Regions from separate parts of the Oncorhynchus mykiss genome. Here region 1 is linked to region 2. The links are chromatin contacts, called in public Hi-C maps. All regions are on one chromosome and are shown on one strand. Each heading gives the region's core, a stretch centred on a gene start, on an enhancer-like site or on the middle of the called end of the contact. The rest is flanking DNA. Distances are from core to core; before and after follow the strand shown. Region 1 holds the start of sar1a (SAR1 gene homolog A (S. cerevisiae)). Region 2 holds the start of LOC110533384 (serine/threonine-protein phosphatase 2A catalytic subunit alpha isoform).

The links. A called contact is a pair of places that touch in the nucleus more often than the background predicts.
Region 1: a Hi-C map of blood shows a contact between it and region 2, with 13 times the contacts expected there. The contact joins the promoter of sar1a here to the promoter of LOC110533384 in region 2. A contact is called at or near these places in 2 of 3 Hi-C or Micro-C datasets (blood and liver).

The regions. Positions count from the first base shown.
Region 1 is chr10:15,496,271-15,501,172 of USDA_OmykA_1.1, reverse strand. sar1a (SAR1 gene homolog A (S. cerevisiae)) reads left to right here and starts at 2,037. Exons shown (of 7, transcript NM_001160665.1): 1 at 2,037-2,151. LOC110533411 (protein transport protein Sec24A) reads right to left here and starts at 1,540. Exons shown (of 24, transcript XM_021617569.2): 1 at 1,116-1,540. The coding sequence starts at 1,173.
Region 2 is chr10:15,151,688-15,156,554 of USDA_OmykA_1.1, reverse strand. LOC110533384 (serine/threonine-protein phosphatase 2A catalytic subunit alpha isoform) reads left to right here and starts at 2,282. Exons shown (of 7, transcript XM_021617524.2): 1 at 2,282-2,611. The coding sequence starts at 2,510.

The DNA.
Region 1 (4,902 bases), core at 788-3,287, 340 kb before region 2:
ACTATTATTCTACAATGTGGAAAGTAGTAAATAAATAAAGAGAACCCCCTGGAATGAGTAAGTGTGTCCAAACTTTTGACTGGTACTGTATGTATGTATGTACTTTATATGTCATTCAGGGAGAGAAATGCCAGACAAAAAGTATATTTATACTACTGAATTTAAAAGTAAAAAAAAGTAATGCAACTAAAACGGATCGTCCCAATGTGCCACATGTGCACAGAGGTAGAGCACAAAAAAAGCGCTGTGGTACGTCATTCACTTCTGAGTAGATGTTGCAAAGCATAATACGATTATAACTATAATTTTACATTTTATGTGACACCAGCCAAGTGATTCGAAAAAGGCAACGAAGTACGCAACGAAGTCACGCGACCCTTACACAAAGAACCTCAACAAATGAGAGGAAGGTTTAGCCCTAAACAAAGACTAAATCAACTAGAGGATGAAAGTTTAGCAGTCGACAGGGTATCAATCAAATTACAAGACTCAAATTGTATAGCTAATATTTTTGGTCAATTACCCAAATATAAGATCCACGTACGCGTCAACTAGTTATAGCTAACTACAGTAGAAAATTGGCTAGCTCAACTGACAACTTGTAGCATCATCATGACCCAAACTATCAGTCTCTCCCCTGAACTTGATCTTCAATTGAGTTGACTAACGTCATTCAAGGTAGCACTAGTCGCTAGCTAACGTTAATTATCAGTTAGACTAGAGACTGACACAAATTGCAGCTATAACTAAGTGTAGATAGCTAGATACGTCAGTAAATTTGTCAACGACTAGCTAAAACAGATTATCCTAGCTAGCTCAAAGTTAGGTATCAATCAAAGCGATCACTTATATCCAAATGCTAACTTAACTAACATGAACAATGTTAATTTAAAACTGTAGTCTTGATAAGCGTAAATTAGCTCACCACTAACATTAGCCATCTTTTAGGTTAGCATTATTCGCAAGGCAGCAAGCTAATGTAGTTAGCTAGCCAGCTTGCTAACCAGCCAAATCAGATTAGGATAAAGTAAAAGCCTATCTTGTTAACGCGCTAGTTACTAAACAGTTGTGATTAGGTAATGTTAGCTAGCTAATATTAATGCGAAATTGCTCACCATTTGCGTATGGCTGTCCTCCTGGTCCATTCTGAAAGTTGAACCCCGTACTGGACATCTTGAAATAGACACCGACCGTAATCAAATTTAAAAGCTTCGTTGGCGAATAGTTAGCTGCGTCTTACTTAGCTAACCAGCTAAGATAGCTGTTTAGCTAGCAATGGGATATGTTTGTTTAACGGAGCGTCTTTCAGGTTGAAAAAAAAAAAAAGTGAATTAGTCGACTCGTTAGCTATCACAGACCATGGTTAGGACCGTTCCCCGTCCAACTACGGGTGTAGGCCTTGTCAATAAAATCGTGTGAGACTGTCCTTTCCGTAATATCTGTGTTCCTTCACTCTTCTTGGGATTCCCCACCCAGCACGAACACGTAAAACCTCTTCAAGCATGCGCAGTTGGTACACGTGGCACTTCCTGTGCATAGTGGATTTCTACAGTACTGGAAACACTCGCAATGTTGTACTGTCTTCGCTTCCTCTGATGTTTGAGTAAAAACATGTAGGATCGGTTAAATAGATGGTGACAGACTGTGTATTACAAATACAATTAGTTTATATAAAACCAGACTAATGGTTAACTTTTTAATTAATTCGTTTCTCCAGGGTTTCTCCTGGAGTTGAAGACTCTGGACTGGTAGGAGAAACATGTTCAGAAACATGTTCAGAAGAAACATGTTCAGATCAGAAATATAGACATACCAAACTGCCTTGTTATCAAATAACATTGCAGGATGAATATTATTATTTAAATAAAATGTGTTCTGTGTTAACACGTTTAGATGACATAAGTGCTAGAATATGGTTCACATTTATGTTCCCCTACCGGAAAGATGATTGTGAAACATAAACAGGAAGCGGCTATGCCTGGGCCTGGAGAGTTATTGGACACAGGTTGCATTGCTGTGTCGTGGCTCTGTAACATAACGCGAAGGTGGAGAAGAAGACGTGAATTGCGTGCTCTCATTTGACCGTAAAGCAAATTTTCATGATTCTAAGAGCAAACATATTTCCTCAATTGATCTACACTTAGATAACGGGTAAGTGTAAGCATAAATTATTTCAAATATTGGGTTTGCGAAAGTGTATTTGAACGTTCGGTATTAAGGCTAGCGCGGATAGCTAGCTAACGGTATATGCTAACGTGAGTTAGTCGGTCAGGAACCCTCAATCAAATTGCCGACGGTAGCTAATGAACAATTTCAAGTTACTTTGACATGTAATGTGGTAACCTTAAAGTAGGCCCATTTGTATGTGCATTTTTATATTGCTATGTTCTCTAGCTGTAACAAACAGCTTTACTGTCAATACACCTAGCGCTTCCTTATGTTTGCAATTAACTCGATGCTACTATAACTTAGTTATCTATGAAACTGACACGTATCTATGAATTCAGATGCACTAATTTAGCTAATAGCAATTTACCTGTGTAACTATGTCAACGCTACTGTAGCTAGATTTTAATGTTAGTTAGCAAACTAGCAAGCTACAACAATTGTGAACAACAAAACATATTCTCGCTGCCAGCTAAAGGTACAATTTGTGACTCACAGCTCGCTATCCTTTAGCTAGCTTGGCTATCAAATGTTAGTTAGCCAGCTGGATATAGTCGTCATAACTATATTATTAATCATAACGGTTTTGCATCGTAAATTAAAATTCAATGTTACGGACAGCCACCATTTCGAGCTCAAATTGTTTTTATTTGTAGTAAAAAAAAATCTAAATCGATAGGTGTCGGAGACATAATCCACATTGTTTGTGTGTGAGTTGGTGAATTCTTGCATTAGTTGGACACTTCTGCTCGCTGATTATAAATAGCTAAATCAGTCAAATACATGTTTATTACCAGGTTTTCCGCTATGTGACTGTCCTTTGTCTTCCAATTCCTGCCAATGTTAAATGTTTCAGATTAGTTTGATACGGACTACACTGAATTTAATCCCAGTAACATTACCTTTCCCCCATTTATAGCAGCTATTTTTTAGCTATCTGCTCTCACCTCAACTTCTACTAGGTCTAGAAAACGGTGACTTGATTGATCAGTGTATGTAAATTATAGCGAGCTGTCAGAACCTGTAGTTTGCTTCCGTTTTATAATTCAAATCCTTCAATTTGAGAGGCTCGAGCAACAAGGTGAGAACACGAGCCAGCTGGGCTGGCATTTAGATCTGTCAGGGAGTCTGGGGTGTAATCATTCGTCCAAACTGTAGAAAACGGTTGCATTAAATATTATTGTTGGGTTTATATTGATCAATGACATAAAGGACTGTGATGTTCAGAGGAATTAAAATAATTAAGTAGAACATTATTTAACCCCCTAGACTCTATTGATGTAAAAAATACTATCAAAATCTGCCAGTTTAAGCTAGAGATCCACCGCTTCTGCCTATGGTGGCTTTCTGCATTTGCAGTGTTAGGTGGCTGAGATACAGCTGTCAGACCATGAAACATCCCGACAGTCTGTCTTCTCATGAAAACGTCTGTAGCGTCCGAACGGTTTGGCCCCATGGTACTCGGCTGAAGTTGGTACCGCCGAGGTGCCAACCTGTTTGTAGCATCGGAACCGTTTGGGCAGACTAATGTGACCCCACTGTGGAAAGGGGAGGTTCTCTCCGTTTGGTTCTGTGAGTGTCACAGGAATCGTCTGAAGGTAACTGGTACTAGGTAAAAAAGTGTATGGGGGTGTAGTTGGTGAATTAGTTGGACACTATTCTGCTCGCTAATATACATTTGCAACCCAGTATCTCTACTTGCACATTAATCTTCTGCACATCTATCACTTGTGTTTAATTGCTAAATTGTAATGACTTTGCCACTACGGCCTATTTATTGCCTTTCCTTCCTAATCTTACCTCATTTTCACACACTGTATATAGATTTTGTTCCTTATTGTGTTATTGACTGTATGTTTGTTTTACTCCATGTGTAACTCTGTTGTTGTTTGTGTCGCACTGCTTTGCTTTATCTTGGCCAGGTCGCAGTTGTAAATGAGAACTTGTTCTCAACTAGCCTATCTGGTTAAATAAAGGTGAAATAAAAATTAAATAAATAAAGTAGTTTTGTGCCTACCCCCAAAAATGGGTTAAATATCTGTCATATATATTTATTTACTCCATGAGCTTTCTTATATCTCCTAGATATAGGACAGACACTTGAAAACCCTATTCCTTATGATAAAACATTTGACTGTCTTTTTGGCTATTTATGAATGTGTTATTAAATGCATTTCTATGGGCTATAGTAGTAAAGTCCAAAATCAATATTTTATATTTTTTTTATGGGGGATACCTAAAGGGGTCCTAAAATTCTAAGTCAAATATCAAATAGCCAAGTGATCCATGGTAGGATCATTTTAAAGCAATTCCATATGTCAGCATAGACCCCCCCCCCAAGCTGATGAGTGCCGTGCAGCAGGGCAAAAAACATTTTGAAATAGATATTGGGCTCACCTATCGCGTGTGCAGTGATGTCCAAGTGGGATAAAACAGTGTTTGTTCATTGTTTGCAGCTTCTTTGTTTTAATATCGCAAACCTACATGGCTGTTTCACCATTAGAGGTACACTCTAGCTATTTTTTAAAAACTTTTCCTGTTGAAAAACAATATCACATGTAATACAGTAATGTACATATAAATAGGTTGGAGTGTGCCATTCAAGGAGTTGGCTTGATGGTGTCCTTTGTCATCGGCCTCACCCCTTGCTTGAGAAGAAATAGTAGGACTTAAGGATTCCAGTTTTTTAAAACACAATAGAATACTAAATATATTGTATCTCTATGCAGGGTGACT
Region 2 (4,867 bases), core at 1,033-3,532:
TTACTCTCATTCTAAAATTGATTAAATCATTTTTTCCCCCTAAATCAATCTACACACAATATCCCATAATGACAAAGCAAAAACAGGTTTTGGGCATTTTTGCAGATTTATAATTTATAAAAATAAAAAAAAAACATTTACATAACTTGTCAGACCCTTTACTTAGTACTTTGTTGAAGCACCTTTGGCAGCGATTACAGCCTCATGTCTTCTTGAGTATGACGCTACAAGCTTGGCACACCTGTGTTTGGGGAGTTTCTCCCATTATTCTCTGCAGATCCTCAAGCTCTGTCAGGTTGGATGGGGAGCGTCGCTGCACAGCTATTTTCAGGTCTCTCCAGAGATGTTTGATCTGGTTCAAGTCCAAGCTCTGGCTGGGTCACTCAAGGACATTCAGAGACTTGTCCCGAAGCCAATCTTGCATTGTCTTGGCTGTGTGCTTAGGGTTGTTGCCCTGTTGGAAGGTGAACCGTCGCCCCAGTCTGATGTCATGAGTGCCCTGGAACAGGTTTTCATCAAGGATCGATCTGTACTTTGCCTCGATCCTAACTAGTCTCCCTGTCGCTGAAAAACATCCCCACAGCATGATGCTGCCACACCCATGCTTTACCGTAGGGATGTTGCCAGGTTTCCTCCAGATGTGACGCTTGGCATTCAGGCAAAAGAGGTCAATCTTGGTTTCATCATACCAGAGAATCTAATTTCCCACGGTCTGAGTGTCTTTAGGCCATCTCCAAGCGGGCTGTCATGTGCCTTTTACTGAGGAGTGGCTTCCGTCTGGCCACTCTACCATAAAGGCCTGATTGGTGGAGTGCTGCAGAGATGGTTGTCCTTCTGGAAGGTTCTCCCATCTCCACTAAGGAACTCTAGAGCTCTGTCAGAGTGACCATCAGGTTCTTGGTCACCTGTCTGAACAAGGCCCTTCTCCCCCGATTGTTCAGTTTGGCTGGGCAGTCAGCTCCAGGAAGAGTGGTGGTGGTTCCAAACTTCTTCCATTTTAGAATGATGGAGGCCACGGTGTTCTTGGGGACCTTCAATGCTGCAGACATTTTTTGGTACCCTTTACCAGATCTGTGCCTCGACACAATCCTGTCTCTGAGCTCGACAGACAATTCCTATGACCTCATGGCTTGGTTTTTGCTGGGACATGCACTGCCAATTGTGGGACCTTATATAGACAGGTGTGTGCCTTTCCAAATCATGTCCAATCAATTGAATTTACCACAGGTGTACTCCAATCAAATGGTAGAAACATCTCAAGGATGATCAATGGAAACAGGATGCACCTGAGCTCAATTTCAAGTCTAATAGCAAGGGGCCTGAATACTTATAAGGACTTTTTGTCCTGTATTTTTTTTTTATACATTTGGGAAAATCTCAACAACAAAAAAAATTATTTGCTTTGTAGTTATGGGGTATTGTGTGTAGAATGCTGAGGAAATATGTTTATCAATCAATTTTAGATTAAGGCTGTTACGTAACAATATTGTGAAAAAGTCGAGGGGTCTGAATACTTTCTGAAGGCACCGTATGCCGGCAAGCATGCTATGACACCGACATGCATTTCTCTATGTCAGATGGCTACTGCGTCTGCTATACAGATATAGACGTTTAGAAGGAGGGTAATTCGTAAATTTTCGACCAGAACATTTTGTATAAAGATAAGCATTATATAGTTAGATTATAGGAGTAACTCTGGTAGGCATGAAACAGTCTTCCTCATCTCGAGTTCAACTGTCAAAGTCAGCTGGAGCGCCAGGGCGCACTGCCTTCATTTCATAGGCCTGCAGTAGCTAAAGCTTAATAATAGCCACACCATACCAAACCTTAACAAACGTTTCTAAACTTTATTAGGGTAATATCAAAAGTAAGTCACGCCATTATTTATAATCTAAACCAGGGAAAAAACGCACTAGGCTCCCATGTGCCCCTCTAAATAACCACACAACTCTCCCCAAAGCAACAAAAACAATATTGACAACCCTCCCCTATTTTTGACCACCCTCCACCCCAGTAAATTTCGATCTGTCCCTAACCATTAATATTTTCAAAGTGAAAACAACGTATCATTACTGACGGTCATTAACAAAGGGTTACAATGCACCAACCACTGGACCAGTGCGTTTGCATGGCCCGGTTTCCCGGATATTGAGATTTTTCTTATGGACCAATGGAAGCGTGACCTCCGCTTACGCGGGGTACCGGGCCATGCAAACGAGTCGCCCAATAGCCAATAAGAATGCAAAGATTTCTACTGGATGACCAATAGTAATGCGGCATTTCCCTGGCGCTCCCAGTCCGACTTGTGTTGAGTGGATCACGGTCTAGGGTGGGATAACAGCTACTGACGTCTCCATATATCTTAGTCGATCCGGTTCATGTACGTTCGTCAATGTATGTGTCAATTAGAACTGCATGCAACTTGGTTGGTCAATTTGGGGGAGGATTGCGAGTATTTAGGAAAATAACAATTTCCGTGCCATTGAATTAACCAAAATAACAATCAGGAATGGACGAGAAGTGTTTTACGAAGGAAATCGATTTATGGATCGAACAAATCAACGACTGCAAACAGCTGTCAGAGAGCCAAGTAAAAACGCTTTGCGAAAAGGTAAGGTATACGGAAATATAACTTTCCTATTGTAAAATGTTTCATTGTAACATTCATGGGATGATACTATACATATTGCGCAGTTTGTCGCTATCAGCACTTGCCAAATAGCTTATAACATAATCCTGTCTAGTTTCAAGAGCGGTTATTTATATAGCCAACTTTCTCGTGTAGGTCTGTCTAAAATGTTCGTCAGTCTTTCAGAAATAGTAACATGTATGCCTTACAAAATATAGAACTATTCGAATGTAGCTGTTTGACCCTTCCATTCTTACCAGACATTCTTAAAATGGCGCCGATGTAAGTAACACATTACATTGCACAACTTCTCATTCTCCTCAGCTGTAAAACTGGTTTAGCATTTCACTGCAGCAATATGTATGGTTTATTTTGGAAATGCCAAACCTTTACATTCATTCATAGAAACATGTTTTTGTTTGGCACATTTTTGTTTTAAATGGCAAACGTGTCGGTAGTGGTGGACTAACTTGAAGACCAGCTAAAGAATGCAAGTCACATAATTGGCTTGCATTCGTTAACTGGTTTACTACCAACTCATTCAGACTGTCTGTCTCATTTTAGTTATGGGAGGCCTGGGGGGGGGGGGGGGGGGGTTAGCGTCATACTGTATGTGCTGATCGTATGACTGAGTGTTCTGTGGCAAAATCATTGCGTTTGTCAAAGACATGTCAAGTATTTTCATTTATTTGTTTGATATAGTCAGACCATACACACTTGAATACAGTTGTAAAACAGACGTACACCCATCCTGGATTCCCACCCTGCGTGAACTGAACTGTGGGACATGACAATAACTAGGTCAGACTTAACTTTCACTTTATCAAGTCACCTAGGGTTTGAGCAGGGATTTAACATCAATCTTCATTGATAATCTTTTCACTTGGCTGTTACACTTATGTGTGGTTTTAAATACTTTTTTTTAGTAACTAGGTGTGTCTACTCATGTACTCGTTTGACTTGTTTACAAACAGGTGATTCATGTCCTGAGATGATTTGTAGGTTAGAGGCCAGGATTACAGTATGGATGAAAGTGGTACTCGGCTAGAATTTCCCATTGCCAAATATTCACCACTAGGCTACAAGGTGTCAGTGATCATATTCTATTATCCTGTGGAGTTCAGTCTCAATGAGTGGTTTTGCCATTTACTCAATGGTTTCCATGTTGTTGTAATCAGTTTTCTCACATACCCCTGAACATGTGATTGACCAGCTCTTAAACAGTAGGTATAAGCATAGTAGTGGTGTGGTTTTAGAGCACACATTTGCTCAGTCATGGCTGACGCATCCATCCCCTGTGCATTTTGTTAATGTGTTCAGCAGAATGCGTAGCCAGAGTAAAATTAGCTTTGAATGTGATTGATTCTGTGTTGCATCACTACCACATTGTTGCTGGGCTCTATGACTCAATATAACACTGGTGGAATGACATCTTGCTTGGGATACAAATTACAGAACGGGGGAAGAGTGATTTACCGATGAACTTCACACTTTGTTTATTCTGTGAAATCATTCTAGGCTAAAGGTTTTCTTATAACTATTGTCTTGTCAATTGTTTTATTACACTATTGAACTATTTCCTGGTCTGGCATGTTTAATTATTTAACATTTTATTTATCTAGGCAAGTTATTTAAGAACAAAGTCTTATTTACAATGACTGCCTGCCAAAAGGCAAAACGCCTCCTGTGAGGACAGGACTGGGATTTAAAAATACACTGCTCAAAAAAATAAAGGGAACACTAAAATAACATCCTAGATCTGAATGAATGAAATATTCTTATTAAATACTTTTTTCTTTACATAGTTGAATGTGCTGACAACAAAATCACACACAAATTATCAATGGAAATCAAATGTATCAACCCATGGAGGTCTGGATTTGGAGTCACACTCAAAATTAAAGTGGAAAACCACACTACAGGCTGAGCCAACTTTGATGTACTGTCCTTAAAACAAGTCAAACTGAGGCCCAGTAGTGTGTGTGACCTCCCTACAACGCCTGGGCATGCTCCTGATGAGGTGGCGGATGGTCTCCTGAGGGATCTCCTCCCAAACCTGGACTAAAGCGTCCGCCAACTCCTGGACAGTCTGGTGCAACGTGGCGTTGGTGGATGGAGCGAGACATGATGTCCCAGATGTGCTCAATTGGATTCAAGTCTGGGGAACGGGCGGGCCAGTCCATAGCATCAATGCCTTCTTCTTGCAGGAACTGCTGACACACTCCAGCCACATGAGGT